Regions from separate parts of the Sus scrofa genome. Here region 1 is linked to region 2. Evidence: chromatin contacts called from public Hi-C data. All regions are on one chromosome and are shown on one strand. The core of a region is the stretch at or near the end of the contact, and the rest is flanking DNA. Distances in the headings are between cores, read along the strand shown. Region 1 holds the start of MISP (mitotic interactor and substrate of PLK1). Region 2 holds the start of GRIN3B (glutamate receptor ionotropic, NMDA 3B).

Region 1 (5,456 bases), core at 879-3,378, 210 kb after region 2:
AGGCCCCCCCCCAGCCCCTGGGGCCTCACTGGGCCCAGGAGAAATGGGGTGGGGAAGGGCTGGTGATGGGGGCTCCCTCCCTTCCCCTTGACAGCCCCCCAGCTGACCAGATGGGGCCCCTGGCACACAAAATCCCATGCCAAAGCAGACCCCACCCCACATGGGACACTTGCCTGGCCCTCACCTGCTGGCTCTCCACCTGTAACAACCTCTAAGCCTGGCTCCGTGTGGACAGCACAGAGACCTCCCAGCCTGCTCTGCCCCAGGTTGCCAGGGGACAGGGCCCCGCCCTGGGAAGCAGGTGTGCCCTCTCCCCCCCAGGCCCCACCTGGGCTCCAGACAAAGTCCAGAGGAGGAGAAAGATGACGCTGGCTGAGTGCTGGGCAGGCACCACGCCCACTGCGCCCTGCCCCTCGGCCCCCAGGGCCCCCAGCGCACAGAGCAGGAGGAGCTGAGTCTGGCCCTGACACCACCTCTCAGAACTGCTCAGGCTCACCCAGCAGTTCTATGAACCAGCTGCTGTTTCTCAGCAGAGTCCAATTCTGAAGCCCCAGTGGGCCGCCTGGCTCATTCCAGTCCACCCCACCCTTTGGGGCCATTTCCCCAGAGAACTCCTTCTGGGAGAAGCCTGGCTTCCTAGTCTCTGGGGGTTCAGCTGGGCCTGGGTTCAAATCCCACTTAACCCTTCTGAGCTGGGGGGAAGGGGGTCACAGGGCTGGGAGGATCCCCCAGCCCGCTTCTACATAAAGGACCAAACGAGAACACCAAAGGTGCCAGAAAACACTGGGATGGGCCAGGCCAGGCCCACTGAGGCTGGAGACTGGTGGCAGGTCGCCCCAGGCGCTCAGCTGTCCTGCCTGATTCTTTTTTGTCTATTTGCCATTTCTAGGGCAGCTGCCGCAGTGTATGGAGGTTCCCAGGCTAGGGGTCGAATCCAAGCTGTAGCCGCCAGCCTACGCCAGAGCCACAGCAACACCAGATCTGAGCCGTGTCTGTGACCTACACCACAGCTCACGGCAATGCCAGATCCTTAACCCACTGAGCGAGGCCAGGGATCAAACCCGCAACCTCATGGTTCAGTCGGATTCGTTAACCACTGAGCCAAGACAGGAACTCCCTGTCCTGCCTGATTCCTGGTCGGGGGCAGAGCACCTGCCAGCCCAGGGTCTGCAAAGCAAATGGGCCATGGGGCACAGCAGTCAGTCTACGGGGAGGGGACACAGATGGGGCTTTCGTACCCCAGGCTAGGGCTCTGTCCTGCTCTGCCCCTCTGCTGACTTTGGGTCCCCTACAAACATATCTCTTCTTCCATCAAATGGGCCTCCAGCTCATTTGCCCCAAGGTGGGGGGATTTGAGGACAAGTCCAGAATGATAGTGTGTGTAAATGTGGCAGACTTGTCAAACCTGGGGTACATGGCCTCCTTTTCTCCTCCCAACACCCCTATAGTTCCCTAGATCCAGCTTTTGCAAATATAGAAAGTGAGCCACAGGAATTTTCCAGTTCCCCCTAAGGGCAGAGTGTCAGCAGTGGGGCTGGGCTTTGAACCTGAGCCCCCTCCCCATGATAGTACTCCCTGACTGCTCGCAGCAGGGGAACCAGGGCCCCCAAAGGGCAGAGGCTGGACCACCCAGCATGTCGGGCGGGAGCCTGGTAGATGTGGCTGTCCCCTCAGGGTTCATACAGCCCGCTGGACAGATGGACAAACCAAGGCCCGGAGGGGTCCTGGCTCCCCTAGATCACACTGGGAGACACAAGTGGGATGGTAGCACCCATAAATGCTGCCTCCCTGTGTTCCCACCCCTTTCCCAGGGACCGGTGTCTCTGTAGAGCTTAGCGGGGATCTGTGGGGCCTCTTCTGTTCTCCAGGGGGCTGTGAACCCAGCAAGGGGCAGTCTCACAGCCAAAGGAAGGGCCAGGGTGGAACCCGCGGGCTCCAGAGGAAACAGAAAGGAAGACCCCTCACCGCCAGGCTTACCTGCCCAGGTGCCGCTCGGCGGTGCACAGGTGCAGACGGGGCCTCCGCCAACACCCCAGCCCACTGGACCAGGGTGAGCCCAAGGGGTACCAGGCCGCGAACGGGAGAAACCAGCTCCGCTGGACCTGGGTGAGCTCCTTTTGAGGCCAGTGCGCCCCGCAGGGCCCCACCCCCGGCCTGGCCACGCCCTCCCGCCCAGGTGAAATTCAAGAACTCCAGGCCCTAGGGCTGTTCACACTGTTTATTCGCTTCTCTGGGAAAGTCGGGAACACGGGGCCTCGTCACACATCGAAAGCGTAGGGGCGGCAAGGGCACTTCAGCGGAGGCTCACAGCTCGAGGAAGGGGGCGGACTAGGGGGGCCACGGCCACCGCGCAGGGGCACTTCCGAGAGGCCTCTCCCCCAGCCGCCCAGGGGCGGGGCTGAGACGGGGACCCAGGCTGCGGTCCAGGGCGGGCCCCCGCACCCACCCTAGGGAGGCGGGCGTGGCCTGGGTTCTGGGCACTACAGGCCCCGAGGGTGGGGCCTGCTCATCACGGCCCACGCGGGAGAGGGTCTGCGAACGCTTGCGTGCGCCAACGGGCCTCTTGGGTGTGGCTGCAGCCAGGGAGACGTGCACATCCGGGTGTCAGCCGCCCCTGGAAGGGGCGCCCTCGCCCCTTCCAGTGATGGGGGGCAGGCACACATCAGGCTGCGCAGCCAATGGGGGTCTCCGGCTACCACCCGGGGAAGCTCCCCGCCCCGGGCCAGGTGACCCTCCCCACCACCTGGAACTCGCCAAGCCCAGCAGAGCTGGCGGTGGGCCTCGTCTCTGGGGTAGGGTTAGCAGGACCCAGGACCCCGGTTCAAGCAGGCTGGGGAAGGGGGCCATGGCGCTCCCCCAGGCTCCCTGAATTAGCACCAGGAGGAAGGAGGGCCCAGTGGGATTGGGAGCTCAGGAACAGGGGCTCACATGGCCCAGCCTCGCTCAGGAGGCAGCTCAAGACTCCCGGCCCAGCCCCGGGGGGGTAGGGGTGGGGGGGGTGTCACAACCCTCCCGCGTTGGGGGAGCGTCTCCAGGCTCCATCATCCACCGGCTGCGCTCAAAGAGGGCGTGGGGAGAGGGGCCCATCAGGCGGGCGGGGGGTGGGTACCGAGGGGGGTCCCGACTGCATTCCAAGACCTTGAGCCCCGCCCCTGGAGGCAAGCCTCTGCTCTGCTGCCTGAGATACAGACTGGGGACCTCGGCCAGGGACCCCACCTCCGGGGCTACGGCCCCAGAACCCCTGGCTCTCAGGATCCCCTCCGGCGGGGGACCCCTCAGGGACCTCATTGGAGGTGGCAGGAAGGCACAGGCAGGAGGCCCAGAGGGTGGTGGGCTGGTTGGGGGCTGCGACGAGGCCCCAGGTCACACCAGCCAGGACCGCCATGGGCGAGAGCCGCATCTGTGAAGCTGCCGTGACACGGTGACATGGGGAGGGCCCTCGTTTGGGGAGAAGCGGGTGTGTCCGTGTCTCTCCTACCAGGCGTGGGTGCACGGCTCAGTGGCTTGGGGGTGTGTGGGGGGTTGATGGGATGGGGAACCCCTGTCCCTCTCTTTCCAGTGAAAGAAAACTCGGGAGGAACGTGTGACAACACAGCATGTCCTGGGCCCATGACTGTGGGTGGAGGGTGGGCAGGCGCCGGGAAGGCGGGCTGTGGGTGTCTGGTACGGAGGGCAGGGCCAGGGTCTGGGGGCCGGGCAGCTCACATGATGGAACAGCATTTACAGCGCTGCTTCTTCATGTCCAGGTCCTGGGGATCGCTGGCAGGGGCCTCAGGCCCCACCTGGTTCTCCTCCCTGGAACCCTCGGTGGCCAGGGGCTCGGCCGCACTGCCATTGGGCGGGGCGGGCTCCTTGGGCTCAGCAGCGTCCTCAATGACCACCAGCTCCGCGGTGATCGTGTCCTGCAAGCCCAGTACCTTCTGGGTCTCCGCCTCATCCTCCACGTTCTGGTAGCCCATGAAGATCATGGTGACTGGAGGCTCCTGGCCAGGCTGGATGCCCGGCGGGCCAGAAGTGGCCTCGCCCGGCTGGGCCTGAACACCTGTGATCTCCCGCCTGGAGGGCGTGGTCCGGACCACCTCCTCCGACGGTCCACGGGTCTCCGGTGCAGCCGCCGACCCCGCCTCACTCAGTGTGACCTCGTCTGCCTTGTGGATGAGTTCGTCCACCTCAGAGGAGCTCAGCGGGTGAATTCCATTCTCAGCAGTGCCGTCCACTGCATGGACCACTGGTGGGGAGAAAGACAGGGTGAGGTGGTTCCCAGACAGGGAAGGCCTGGCAAGGCGGAGTCACCTCTAGGCTAAAGGGGAACCATAAACTAAAATTACCCCTTTGGAGCCCAGTGACCATTAAAGCTCCTACTGAGATCTGTGGACCCAAATCGGTGCACAGGGGAAGTTTTATAGGCACCGAAGTATATGTTAGAAACCAAGAAGGAATAGCTGAATTGGGATTTTCTGGTGTTTTGAAGCATTTCTGTATTCTCCAGGTGACTTGTTCCCCCATGATCACCATGCAAAGTAGGTCTGGTTTGTTTGTTTTTCCATTGCAAAGAAAATGGAGTTCAGAGAGAGATGGGAAGTACTAGCCCAGGGTCATACAGCTGGCTGGGTCTGGACCATGCTCTTTCTCCCAGTCTAGGCATGTTTCCCTTCATGCGGATTTGTTGGGATCCTGATTTCCTCCTTCCTGGAGTCCATGCAGATGATCTTAGAGTTTCGTTTATTCACTCCATCTCTGTTTTTCGGGTAAATACCCTAAAGGCTATACACGTTGGTTGCTGTTCAAGGACTGTATTATGTCATTCTTTCCAGTGTAAATATCATTTCCATTTTGATTGACTGCCTCTTCTTTTAGATTTTTGTTTTTTTCTTTTTTGGATATCCTCGCAGCATATGGCAGTTCCCAGGCCAAGCATCTAATCCAAGCCAGAGCTGTGACCAACGCCACCACTGTGGCAATGCTGGATCTTTAACCCACTGCACCTGGCCAGGGATTGAACCAGCACCTCCACAGAGACAAGTTGGATCATTAACCCACTTTCCCACAGTGGGAACTCCAGAGAAGTGTTTTTAAACTGGGGGGAGTGGGAGACTGTGGTCCAGGAACACAGACTAAGACACAACCTTGTAAAAGCACCCCGTCACTTTCTGAAAATGCTCCACCTATGGTTGGAAAGAATGTATGTTTCCCATTGGGCAGAGTTTTCCACGTGCATGCGAGCTTGTTAAGTGTATTTGCCCAGTCTCCCCAGGTTTCTTTTTTTTTCTTTCTTTCTTTTTTTTTTTTTTTTTTTGACTTTTTGCCTTTTCTAGGGCTGCTTCCCGCAGCATATGGAGGTTCCCAGGCTAGGGGTCGAACTGGAGCTGTAGTCGCCGGCCTACACCTGAACCACAGCAACTCGGGATCCGAGACACGTCTGCAACCTACACCACAGCTCACGGCAACCCCGGATC
Region 2 (5,128 bases), core at 512-3,011:
GCATTCGCCCGCTGGAATACCCTTTTCCCATCTCTATCAGCCAACTTCTACACATCCTTCAAAACCCAGCTCCACTATCCCTCCTCTATTCAGATGCCCCAAGCAAGCCAGGGACTTATGGGCTCCCTTTGCGCCCAGGGGCACTCAGAAAGCTCCTCTGAATTTGCTTTGAGTGTGGGAAGGATGAGAGAGCTTTGCCAGACATCTCAGGAACCTAGGGTGTTGTCTGGATGGGACAGGATGCTGAGTGCCTGGGAACAGACTAGGGGGCTGCTGCTCAGACCAGTGGCAGCAGAGTCAATTCGGTATCCTGACGGTTCCTACTTCAGGGGTGCAGTTCCCGGATCCGGCTGCAGAGGGCGCTACAGGCCTGGATTTGGGTCCTGCGTCTCTCCCGTGGGATGGGGGCAGGGATAGTGGAGGTTAAGGAGAGCCAGGGCTTCCTCTAGGATCAGGGTCTCCCTGGTCTCGAGAAGGAAGGCCTGGAGGGGCTTCAAGCTCGGTGTGGAGGCAGTGAGACACCCCCCACACACACTAGCCCTCATGTCCTGGTGGCAGGCCTTTCCCTGCTGGCCCTGAGAATAGGGGTGGTCTTTCCCTGAGACACAACAGGGTCTCCCCAGAGCTCTGCCACTCTTCTCTCCTCGAGTTATTCGGACCTAAATCCGAGCCTGAGGGGATGGGGGTGAAATTAAGAAGAGAGAATAAACTCCAAGAACTAGAAGTGGGTGGAGGAGGGAGGGGTTTGGAGTATCAGGGTGTCCCCTGGGGACCTGAGAAAGCCATTAGGGAGGCTGCGGGTTGGGGGTGGCCTTGGCCTTGAGGGCCTCTGTGAGGATTCTGGAAGGAGAAAGGTGTGAAGCCACAGCCCCTAGAGAGCAAGCAGGTAGACCTGCTTCCTCATCCTGGCCCCACGGCCCTACACGGTAGGAATCTGGGAATTGGGAGGCGTCCTCGGAGCCAGGAAGGGGGCCGCGCTTCGAGGGGGAGTCCGCTGCCAAGGCCAGGGAAGCGTCCTGTGGGATCTGCCATCTGGGGTATAGAGGCGGCTCGCGGGGTTCCCGAACCGCAGGCCCATGGCTCTAGGTCTCTGGGCCCCTGGGCTCCCGCCTCTCTTTCCGCGTCCCTGAGCTCCGGGGACATCCGAGATGAAGCGGTTCTTCCCACGAGCCCGAGGGCCATCCCGGGGCTCCTGTCACCCGGACTCCTAGGTGTCCCTGGGGGCTCCCGCATCTACGGTCCAGAAGGTCCAAAAGTCTGAGTCTCGTGCATCCCAAGGACTCTGCTATCCGGACCCCGGGTCCACGCGCATCCTAACCGCGGCGTCCGCGCGTACCGGGGCGCCGAGGGGCGCGCGTGCCTCCCGCCGTAGCACGCTGAGCACGGGGGTCTCGGTGGCGGCCGCCAGGAAGTGCAGCTGCAGCAGCTCGGGCCGCGCCTCGGGGAAGGCGAGCACGGCCGCCACTCCCGGTGCCGCCAGCGCCTGGCACAGACCGCGGGCCAGCGAGGCGGGGTCGCGGGCGAGGGGCGCGGCAGCCACCAGCTCCAGGCTCAGGTTGTGCGGCAGCCCCGGCTCCAGGGCGGCCCGGGCTAGGGCGGCGCGGACGCGGGCCCGGGCGGCGGGCGCGCGGGGCAGAAGGGCGCCCAGGCGCATCGAGCCCCCCAGGCGCGTCAGGACGCCGCACGGCTGCGGGTGGCCCGCAGCGGGCCCCGGCCCCAGCGCCAGCGCCAGGCCGAGCCACAGCGCCCGCACAAACTCCATCCCGAAGTTGCCGGCGGGCGCCGCGGGGCGGAGCCGCGGGTGGTACCGCGGGAGGCGGGGTCCTGGCCAGCCCCAGCCGCGCCACCCCCGCATGCAGGCGCCTCCCTCGCTGCCTGAGTCCGCCCACCTGCGCCCGCCCTCGGCCCTCCCGGTCCCCCACCGCTAAGCAACCGGCGAGGGAGGAGTGGGAACCACTAGCCAGGGCGGGAAACTGAGGCTCAGATAGCCACTCAAGGCGGGCGGGGTGGAGGTGCACATCAGTGGGGTTGGGTGAGATCTAACCACCGCTCTTCCTGGCTCTGTGGAGGGGTTATTCTCATTCTACAGATGGTGAAACCGAGGTTTGCTTCAAAATAGGTTCCCCATACTCACCCCTGTCCCACTCCCAGATTCTTCATTCCCCCTTCCAGCCTGGGAACATTTCCCATTGTTCAATGAGAGAAACTAAGGGCCAGAAGAGGTCAATTTGTCTCCATAATCACACAGTAGGTCCTCCTACTCCTAATTCCAAGAACCAGTCCACCCAGACCCACACACCTGAGTGTGTTCTAACATCCTGGGCACCCTGGCGAAACTGACTTGTCTGATGGGGACCAATAGGGCAGCTCTCCCACCTTCCAGCTGTGGGCAGCAACTTGAACCAGAGAACTCCCCTTTACCCTTCAAGACTCAGTGCCCAAATGGCCTTGCTTGAAAAACATCCCCAGTTTGTCACCCAGAAGGATGCAGAACATCCCTCTGCCTACATTAACTCGAAAGCACACTCTCACCTTTTTTTGTTCCTTTATTTACATTATTTAGTGGCTAACCCTGGGAGACGGGGGCAGGCGCGGGGGTCCGGCTTGGCAACTGCTCTGAGTGCTTGCACACCGTAGGTGCTCTATAATTGCTTATTGCTTGAGCAACTGTTCAGACAAGGACATTCGGTTATATCACCCTCCACTGCTCCAGAACCTTCTGTAGCTCCATGACATCTGCCAGTTCCCCAGCTGTCTCCTCTGTTCTCTGCTCCTCCCCACCTACCCCCAGAAATAACCTTTCCTGTGGCCCTGGCATGCTGCAGGTGCTCAATAAACACTGGCCAAGTAAGGACCCAGCAGCAGCTCCCTGCATGGAATTCTCTCATCCCAGTTCAGGGAGCAGAGAAAGCCAGGCTTCTCCCAGGATGCCTCAGGGCGCAGGGCAGCAGCTCTGCTCAGAACATTCCAGCTCTAACTAGTGAGTCTACACTCAAGGTTGGCTTTTTTTCACACACAACCAAGCATCTCCTTTGGACCCAGTATCAGAGAGGAAGGAAAAACACTCCATTAGTCGAATAAAAATGCCAAGTGCCAGCCAGCAGCATAGATTGAATTTTGGGATGACTAATGCAGGCTGGGTGGCTGGCTTCCAGCTGACAAGGCCACCTCGTCCAGCCACCTGACCAGCAACCCCAGGACAGGGAGGGGCCTGGGTTCCAGCTCCCTCCCTGCCTGAAGCCACTGTCACACAAGGGAACTGCTCCCCTTTGTTCCTCCCCACTGTTCTGGATGAGGCACCAGGATAAAATGTGTCTTCAGGGATCGCCTGGGCCCTGTCCCACCTTGGGGTAAGGTCCCTCTGCCAACATGAGTCCTCAGTAATAGGAACTCATCCCAAGGGGGGCACTTCTGCACCCTAACATGGCCGTCACCAGATGCTCGGCCAGTCAGTCAACAAACTGCTGTGTGCTGGTTCTGGAAGGCAGCTGAGCACCATATGGCGCCTTTGGGCCCCCCAGGACTCACACAGGGGCACTCCCTGAAGCTGTCATGTCTCTGGTTCTGCTGTCACCCCTCGCCTTCCCCAGAGTGCCACCTGGCCGTTATCTCCCCATTATCAGGCTGGAATCTAACTGCCTCTGTCCACGTGCAACCTGGCTGGGCTCCCTAGATACTGTGCCTCCATTCTCCATCTTTACGAGGGCCAGAGCAGTAGTTCTGACTTCCCAGGTACCATGCGTGCACATTAAACAATTTTTTTTTTGTTTTGTTTAATCTTTTTTTTTGGCTGCCCCCACTGCATGGGGAAGTTCCCAGGCCAGGGATTGAATCTGTGCCACAACCGTGACAATGCCAGATCCTTAGCCACCGAGCCACTAGGGAACCCTTGGGAGGTTTTATTTTCGTTTTCTTTTTTCTTTTTTATAGTCTTTTTGTGGTTTTAGGGCCACACCCGCGGCATATGGAGGTTCCCAGGCTAGGGGTCTAATCAGAGCTGTAGCTGCTTGGCCTAATCCACAGCCACAGCAACACAGGATCCGAGCCGCGTCCATGACCTACACCACAGCTCATGGCAACGCGGGATCTTTAACCTGCTGAGCGAGGCCAGGGATTGAACCCATGTCCTCATGGATGCTAGTTGGGTTTGCTAATCCCTGAGCCACGACTGGAACTCCTTTATTTTATTTTATTTTTTTATTTTTGTCTTTTTAGGCCCGCACCCACGGCACATGCAAGTTCCCAGGCTAAGGATTTTAATAGCAAAATATATATACCGCAGAGTTCACCATTTTAACCATTTTTCAAGTGCAAAGCTCTGTGAAATCAAGTGCATTCACACTGTCACACGGTCATCCTGTCAACTCCAGAATTTTCTCATCCTCCCAAACTGAAACTCTGTCTCCATGAAACACTGACTCCCCTTCCCCTCCGGCAGCCCCTGCCCCACCATCTCCTTCCTGTCTCTGTGGCTCTGACTCCTCTAGGGACCTCCTGAGAGTGGGATCAGGCAGTGTTTGTCCTTCTGTATCTGCTTCTCTCCTCATGTCCTCGATGTCCTCAAGATCCATCCACGTTGGAGCAGGTATCAGAATCCCCTTCCTTTTTAAGGCTCAGTCATATCCCACTGCTATGGAGGAACCACATCTGTTCATCCATCATCACCTGTCCTTGGACACCTAGCATGCTTCCACCTTTGGCTGTTATGAATTGTGCTCCTGTGAACACAGCTGTACAAACATCTGAAGTCTGTTGCTTTGGGGATGCTCCCTGGAGTGGGCTTGCTGGAGTGTGTGTGATTCCATGTTTAATTTTTTGAGGACTCTCCAGATTTGTTTTTTGGGCTGCACCCACAGCATATGGAAGTTCTCAGGCTAGGAGTGCAATTGAAGCTGCAGCTGCCACTCTATACCACAGCCAAAACAACACGGGATCTGAGCCGTGTCTGCAACTTACCCCCGAGTTCATAGCAACACCTGATCCTTAACCCACTAAGCGAGGCCAGGGATCGACCCCATGTCTTTGTGGACTCTAGTCGGATTAATTTCCACTGTGCCACACTGGGAACTCCGAGGACTCTCCAGATTATTTGCCACAGCATGTGTACCATTTCACACTCGCATCAGGC

The links. Hi-C and Micro-C count contacts between places; a contact is called where the count stands out from the background.
Region 1: a contact with region 2 is called in a Hi-C map of epiblast stem cells, with 2.8 times the contacts expected there. The contact joins the promoter of MISP here to the promoter of GRIN3B in region 2. A contact is called at or near these places in 1 of 5 promoter capture datasets (fetal skeletal muscle), 8 of 47 Hi-C or Micro-C datasets (alveolar macrophages, embryonic fibroblasts, epiblast stem cells and 4 more) and 1 of 2 datasets of contacts at active chromatin or transcription factors (skeletal muscle).

The regions. Positions count from the first base shown.
Region 1 is chr2:77,616,996-77,622,451 of Sscrofa11.1, forward strand. MISP (mitotic interactor and substrate of PLK1) reads right to left here and starts at 2,129. Exons shown (of 5, transcript XM_021084291.1): 1 at 1,978-2,129. PALM (paralemmin) reads right to left here. Exons shown (of 9, transcript NM_001038636.1): 9 at 3,509-4,228. The coding sequence ends at 3,702.
Region 2 is chr2:77,410,117-77,415,244 of Sscrofa11.1, forward strand. GRIN3B (glutamate receptor ionotropic, NMDA 3B) reads right to left here and starts at 1,762. Exons shown (of 9, transcript XM_003353966.4): 1 at 1,337-1,762. The coding sequence starts at 1,762.